Regions from separate parts of the Callithrix jacchus genome. Here region 1 is linked to region 2. The links are chromatin contacts, called in public Hi-C maps. All regions are on one chromosome and are shown on one strand. Each heading gives the region's core, a stretch centred on a gene start, on an enhancer-like site or on the middle of the called end of the contact. The rest is flanking DNA. Distances are from core to core; before and after follow the strand shown.

Region 1 (3,290 bases), core at 173-2,672, 260 kb after region 2:
GTCATCAGCCAAGACCTCAGCCGCCTTGGGGATGAGAGGGGCCAGCAGGCTGCCCTGTGCTGTGAGTGAAGGGAGAGTAGCGTCTTTTTCCAAAGATAACTTGCGGTGTTGCCCTCGAGCCAACAAGAATATGAGCCGACCTCTGTGCAGGGTTTCAGGGCCACCTCCAGGCTGCAGGGACGGGTGTCACCCCCTTGGTTTTCTCTCTGCCTTGGTGTCCTGGCTTCAGACTCCCCCTTCCTGTTGAGACCGGAGTGCCTCGGTCCCTCCCCAGCCTGAGTCTTCTCGCTCTGCCAGGTGGGCTGAGGCCTGTCCTTGGTTCCTGTGGAGCTGGCCCTGGCTGGGCAGGATGGGGCGTCACCACATCCCTGGCCTTGCTGGAAACACAGGGCTCTGCTGACCTGCAACCATCTGTGAGGCCCGTGTGGACGGGAGGGGAGCAGGGTGGCCTCGAGAGAGGGGCTCAGGAACTGGGACCTCGTGGCCTGCATCGGTGGGACCCTCACTCAGGCCTTCTCTCCGCTACCAGTGTGTCTAAAAGACTTGGAACCTGAGAACCCTGAGTCACAGTGCCCTTGGTCCTGGGTCATACGCAGGCCCTGGTGAGACCACCCAGCTGGTGGTGTCCAGAGACAGCATTGCTCACCTAGAGCCTTACTTGGGAGCCTCACCAGGGCGGGGGGCTGAGGGCCTCCCCGGCTCAGCCCTGTGTGGCCCGGCGCTCCTCCCCCAGGCTCCCCTGTCCAGTGGTGCAGGGCTCTCTCAGGGTGAACTCGCCCCTTTTGCACTGGAAGGCCCTTCCTTTGGCCTGAGTACTTTTCCTGTTCACGCCTCAGTCCCGTGGACCCAGCCTGTCAGTAGCAGGTGCCTGAACAGCAGACGGGTGGGGGGATGCAGAAGGGGGCCTTGTCTTTCCAGCAGCAGTTTAGGAATGGAGTGGGGGAGTAGGCGTCTTCTCCAAAGGCTTTCCCCACCTGGAGCAGGGGAGTGTGGGGTGCCCCAGTAGGGGCTCCTCTGTGGGGAGGGGAGCTGCCTGGGGGGCTGGGCCAGAGGCAGCGGCTCAGAGAGGCAGCGTTCCAGCCTTGGTGGGGAGGAAAGTGTTCATTCTTTGCCTTCCTGGAGCTTCCAGCCAGAGCTCAGTTGAGGGACTGGGTGGAGCCTGCAGCTGAGTCTGCCCGAGACAGAGACTGTCAGAGATTCCAGAAGCCTCTCATTCCTGCCCCCCTCCATTCCTGCCTTTTAGTGGCGTGGATCCCCAGAGGTGCCCTCTGTCCAGCCACCATCCTGAGGCAGACTGACGAGCCTCACACCTGTAACAGGCCCCTGGCCAGCTGGGCCCCTTCCAGGCACTGCCCGGGAGCCCCGGCTGCCCCTGGAGCATGGTGGAAACTGGAGGGTGCAGGTGCTCTGGGGCCCAATGATGGGAGCCTGAGAGACCCCACAGCAACACCTGGTGCCTTCTGCAGCCAGTGCCCGTCCGTTTGCGCCCAGACACTCGGGAATGCCCGTGGCTCCAGAGGAAGAAGCCCAGGGCTGGGGCCTCGGTTTTGGGGGCTCGGCTTCTTGGCAACCCTGCCATTTCCAGCTCTGGCTGCCTGTCTGTAAAGCACTGAGGACCCCGCCGTGGGCCGCCAACCCCTGAAAGCAGAACCCTGGCCTCCCCGGCCCCTGCAGCCTTCCCCACCAGCCCTCGTGGCCAGGGTTCTTCCTGCAGCCCTCCTGCCCCTTCTCATCGGCCTTGTGCTTGTACAACCAGTGCTGTTGGTTTGAAAAGGTGACTCGTGAGGAGTGTGGCTCGTTACTGAGTAGAGAGGTAGAGTTTCTATTTAACCAGACCTGTAGTAGTATTACCAATCTGGTTCAATTTAAGGTGATTTTTTGGTAATTATTTTGGTGGGACAATCTTTAATTTTCTAAAGATAGCACTAACATCAGCTCATTAGCCACCTGTGCCTGTCCCCGGCTCGGCCCTGCTGGATGAAGCGGCTTTCCCGCAGGCCCCCCTTCACAGTGGCTGCTTCCTGGGCCACCAGGGCACCCCAGCGCCTTCGGGTGTGTTCCTCAGCTGGTCACCTCCTTTCTTTGCCTTCCGATGGGGCTTCTGAGGCTGAGGAGTGAAGATGCCTCAGAGCCAGGCCACCCTAGGCTTCATCGGGTGTGTTTTGGAAGCCGGCCTGCTGGGACCCTCCACCCTAGGGCCTGTGTCAGCCACCTGCCCTCTGCACCCTGGAAGCACATGGGCTCTGGGAAAGACAGCCCTGACCTTCAGTGTTCCAAGTCACGGTGTTCCCCAAGAATTCTGGGCTGGCAGCCTAATGGCAGTACTGGAGAAGACCCTGAGCCTTTCCCCATGGGGCACCCAGGAGGGCCTGGCCGGCATGTGCAGCCTGTGGGTGGCCGGCTGATGTCCACGCTGTGGTCAGGGTGCGTGACCTGGTGCCCATCCATGCAGGTGTGTGGTGTAAGCATGTATGTGCTGTACAGATGTGTGTGGAGAGCCACGCACCAGGGCCACGGAGAGGCGGAGCAGTTACCAATGTTTCGTGTTTATTTTTAATCAAGACGTTTCCCCTGTTTTCCTATAAATTTGCTTAGTGTAAGCAAGTACAAAAGGACCCTCCTTTGGTGAAATCCGGGTTCGAATGAATATCTCAAGGCAGGAGATGCATCTATTTTAAGATGCTTTGGAGCAGACAGCTTTAGCCGTTCCCAACCCTTAGCAATGCCTTAGCTGGGACGCATAGCTAATACTTTAGAGAGGATGACGGATACATAACGAGAGTAAAGATAAGAGAAAATGTCTAAAGCATCTGGAAAGGTAAAAAAAAATCTATTTTTGTACAAATGTAATTTTATCCCTCATGTATACTTGGATATGGCGGGGGAGGGCTGGGACTGTTTTGTTTCTGCTTCTAGAGATTGATGTGAAAACTTCCTCCGAGAGATGCCAGGGCAGACGATGGCAGAGGAGAGGACCCCTGTGACAGCGGCGAGGCTTGGGAGGAAACCGCCGCCGGGGGCATCTTCCTTGGGGACAGAAGGGTGGGCCTGAGGCTTTCAAGGGTTTTCTTCCCCTTTTGAGTAATTTTTAAAGCCTTGCTCTGTTGTGTCCTGTGGCCGGCCTTCCTGTGACTGACTGAAACGGCTTCCCCTACGATCGTCTGAAACATGGCAGCCACAGGTGCCAGGGTCTGATGGACAGTGGCATAGAATTGTGGGAAAGAAACACGCAAAGGGAGAAACGTGAGCGAAGAAACAAAATATGAGTGTTTAAAATACATCGCCGTTCA
Region 2 (3,307 bases), core at 357-2,856:
CAGCGCTGTGTAACTGCAGAGCCCACGCTGGCCCAGCTGTCTGTCAGAGAGCCAGGGTGGGGACCGATGTCTGCTGGGAGCCACAGCCCCTCACCTATGGCCGAAGGTGTTTGGGAAGTCCTGCTCGAAGCTCTCCCCAGGGTTCAGCGCAGAGTGGCTAAAGGCTCCGAGAGGCACTGCATGGAAGAAGCCTGCACCCCCTTGCCCACCCAGTGCTTCCTAAACTTCCGTCCCCCCAGAGCAGCAGCCATAACCCCTGACCCCTGGTCTAGGGCTCTGCAGACACATGCTTTGAAAAGTGCTGCCCATCAGAGAGCTGGGGGCAGGACTCGAGCTCCTGGGGCTGGGGGGTGGACTCGTGTCTCTCCTCTGCCCGCAGGGTCCATTCCGGCCAGGGAGTGGATGGCCCCCAGGGCTCAGGTGTGGAGCTGGACTGCTGTGAGGGGCTGCAGTGAGGCTGCCTAGAAGCCCAGGACCCCAGGACACCCATTCCCTTTTCTGCACCTGTTTTCTCTGCTGTAAATGGCAGGAGAAGCTGTACCTGCTTGGTAGGGGCTGTTGGGGGTGGTGCAGCGCCTGGCGCAGGGAGGCCCTTGAAGGTTGGCGGCTGTGGGGGCCGAGCATACAGGGGCTTGGACTTGCTGGTCCAAGAGGTCTGAGTAGGGCAGGGTCCTTGGGGAGGAAGGCCTCCTTCCTGCAGCGGGCCGGTGGGTGTCCTGCCCTGTGCCGGGCCCTGGCAAGAAGACTGTCCCCAACAGGCACGTGGGCCTGCTCTGTTGGAGCTCCAGCTCTAGGTAGATGATTTCTGGATTCGGCCATGCGGGTCCTGGGAGCTGGGGGAACTCATTTAGGGGTGGGCAGAGCTCCTTCCTGAGGAAACAGCATGAAGGACAAGGTGGAGTTTGCCGGGAAGAGGGGAAGAGGGCTCTGGTAAGAAGATACAGCTGCGCAAAGGCCCTGGGGCAGGGAAGAGCAGCCCCTCCCTAGAACAGCAAGGAGCAGGAGGAGCCCGGGTTGGGGCGGGCCCAGGGAGGAGGAAGGTGATGGGGTCAGATTCCACAGGACCTGGCTTTCTCCCTGCTGGGAGAGGTGGTTTGGGCAGAGATGGGCAGCATGGAGGAGGCAGCCCAGGGAGTCCTGGTGGTTGTCCGGGTGGGGGGGGGGGGCTGGCCTGCCTGGGTGGGGATATACTCGCTCCAGGCACCCACCAGCCCCCTCCAGGCCCATCTGTCTTCCCCAGGCCCCTGGGTGCTCTGTCTGGAGGGTGCTTCGTCTGGGCCCTGCCCCGGGGAGGAGGCCAGTCCAGATCTCTGCAAACAGCGTGCCCCTCCCAGCTGTCCCCTTCCCTGATGGCCCTCACGGTGGTAGATGCTACTCTTGAGAGGGGCAGGAAGAACCAACCGCTGTTGGAAATCTGGGAGTGCAGGTCTGGAGATGCATGCTGGACGACCCTGCCCATGTGGGGACTGTCACAGTGCCAGCTTCTGAGGGGCTAGGGGGCCCAGGGTGGGCTGGAGGACCCTGTGAGGTGGGTGACGGAGCAGAAGGCGCTCCCAGAGCTGTCCCTGGTGAGGGAGGTGTGGAAGCCACTGGTGGGGGCTCCTGTTGGACCCTCCTGCTGTGAGGGGCGCAGTGTCCACTTGGGGAAGCTCTGTCCCGGCTCCCACCAGGAGGCAGGGGAGGCACTTTGCCCAAGATCATGGGAGAGCCGGGGTGGGTGTCATCTTTCAGGCCACAGGCCTGGGCCCCAACGTCCTGGGGAACAGGGAGGACACTGCCCAGAGCGTCTTGACCCTGACCCAGGGACCCTGGCCTGGCCCCAGGGCCCCAGCAGCCTCTGCTATTTCTGGCCCTGCTGAGTGGGGCTGCTCATGGCAGCTGCTCCCTGCAGGCACCGCATGTGGCTGCTGGCTGTAGGAGACCCTGGCACAGGCTCCAGAGTGCAGGGTGACCAAACATGTCCCATCAGCTGGCCTTGGACTAGGTGCTTGGGGTTCTGTGGGAACCCTGAATAAATGTGGGAAGGCCCTGGCACTGCCTGGAGGAGCTCTGACTCCAGGGTGGTTGGCACACAGCGGGGTCAGGGGCACAGACACTGGGTCCGGATAACTAGGGCCGGGTCCCACTCGGTCCCTGAGGAGCACAGAGAGCTCTCTGTGGGTGTCCAGGGGCTACTGTGACAAGTGACCACGTGCTAGGAAGCTGCAGACGATGGAGAATGACTCTCTGAGTGCTGGAGGCCGAAGAAGCCAGGTGTCTCATGGACGTCAGGGGAGGGTCCTGCCGGCCGATCCCGGCTTCTAGAGGCTCCAGGGGTTCCCTGGCTGCTGGCCACATCGCTCCCAACTCTGCCTCTGTCCCCACACAAGCCTCCACTTCCATGTTTCACTCCACTACTCCCTGTGTCCCTCCTCCTTCCCCACAGTGTCCCTCCTCCTCCCCCACCATGTCTCTCCTCTCCCCCGGGTCTCTCCTCTCCCCTCCGTGTTTCTCCTCTCCCCTCTGGGTCTCTCCTCTCCCCCCGTGTCTCTCCTCTGCCCCTGGGTCTCTCCTCTCCTCCCTGGTCTCTCCTCTCCCCCCGAGATCTCTCCCCTGCATGTCTCCTAAGGACAGTTGTTATTGGATTTAGGGCCACCTGGACAATCCTGACAATCTCCTTCCCAGTAACTTAACCACATCCGGGAAGACCCTGAGCTCGCCAGTGCGTGGGCGCTGAGACACGTGGAACACATGATTCCAGGGCCTGGTGGACCAGAGAAAGTCGGCTTTTTCACACTTCCAATGCACCTTCTGTCAGCCCTGATGGAATGGGCAGATGGCAGGGCACCTACCATCCACGCCAACCACAGCCGCCCCCTCGGGTCCTCACCCCTCCTTTCCGTCCCTTGAGCACCCCCAGTTCTTCCTGCTTCAGGGTCTCTGCCTCTGCCCCCTCTCCTCCAGGAGCCCCCTGGGCTGGCTGTGCTGCCCCCACCAGGTGCCCAAGCTGGATGTAGTCTCCCTCTCTTTGCAAGACCCTGAGGCAGTGCCCACGACAGAGGCCACACTCCTGCCCTGGTCTGGCTTGCTGTGCTGTCCAGAGTGCACCAGCAGGGGCCCCATGGCAAAAGTGGCACCAAGGGGCTTCGAGCTCACAGCTGAGGATGGCAGGAGTGGAGGTGAGAGAGGAGCCTGCCTGGGCCTGGCATGGATGCCTACCAGTCGTGGGGGTGGCTGGGTGAGTGTGCTCTGCCCACAGGTGCATGGGCTGAGGGTCAAAGCACACTTCTGTGCCAGGGCATCTCTGTGGCCCCACAGTGCACCTGGC

Evidence for each region. Hi-C and Micro-C count contacts between places; a contact is called where the count stands out from the background.
Region 1: a Hi-C map of skeletal muscle shows a contact between it and region 2, with 7 times the contacts expected there. The contact joins two enhancer-like sites. A contact is called at or near these places in 3 of 3 Hi-C or Micro-C datasets (induced pluripotent stem cells and skeletal muscle).

The regions. Positions count from the first base shown.
Region 1 is chr1:182,998,004-183,001,293 of calJac240_pri, forward strand. It overlaps RXRA (retinoid X receptor alpha), which reads left to right. Exons shown (of 11, transcript XM_078350648.1): 11 at 1-3,290. It also overlaps the pseudogene LOC100895117. Among named protein-coding and RNA genes, the nearest start is that of RXRA, 110 kb to the left of the region's middle. Within about 2 kb of position 1,423, at least 9 of the 16 cell types and tissues checked have an H3K27ac peak or open chromatin away from gene starts, as enhancers often do. A contact at or near this core is called in skeletal muscle, where this site is marked.
Region 2 is chr1:182,739,340-182,742,646 of calJac240_pri, forward strand. No RefSeq gene overlaps it. Among named protein-coding and RNA genes, the nearest start is that of WDR5, 37 kb to the left of the region's middle. Within about 2 kb of position 1,607, at least 2 of the 16 cell types and tissues checked have an H3K27ac peak or open chromatin away from gene starts, as enhancers often do. A contact at or near this core is called in skeletal muscle, where this site is marked.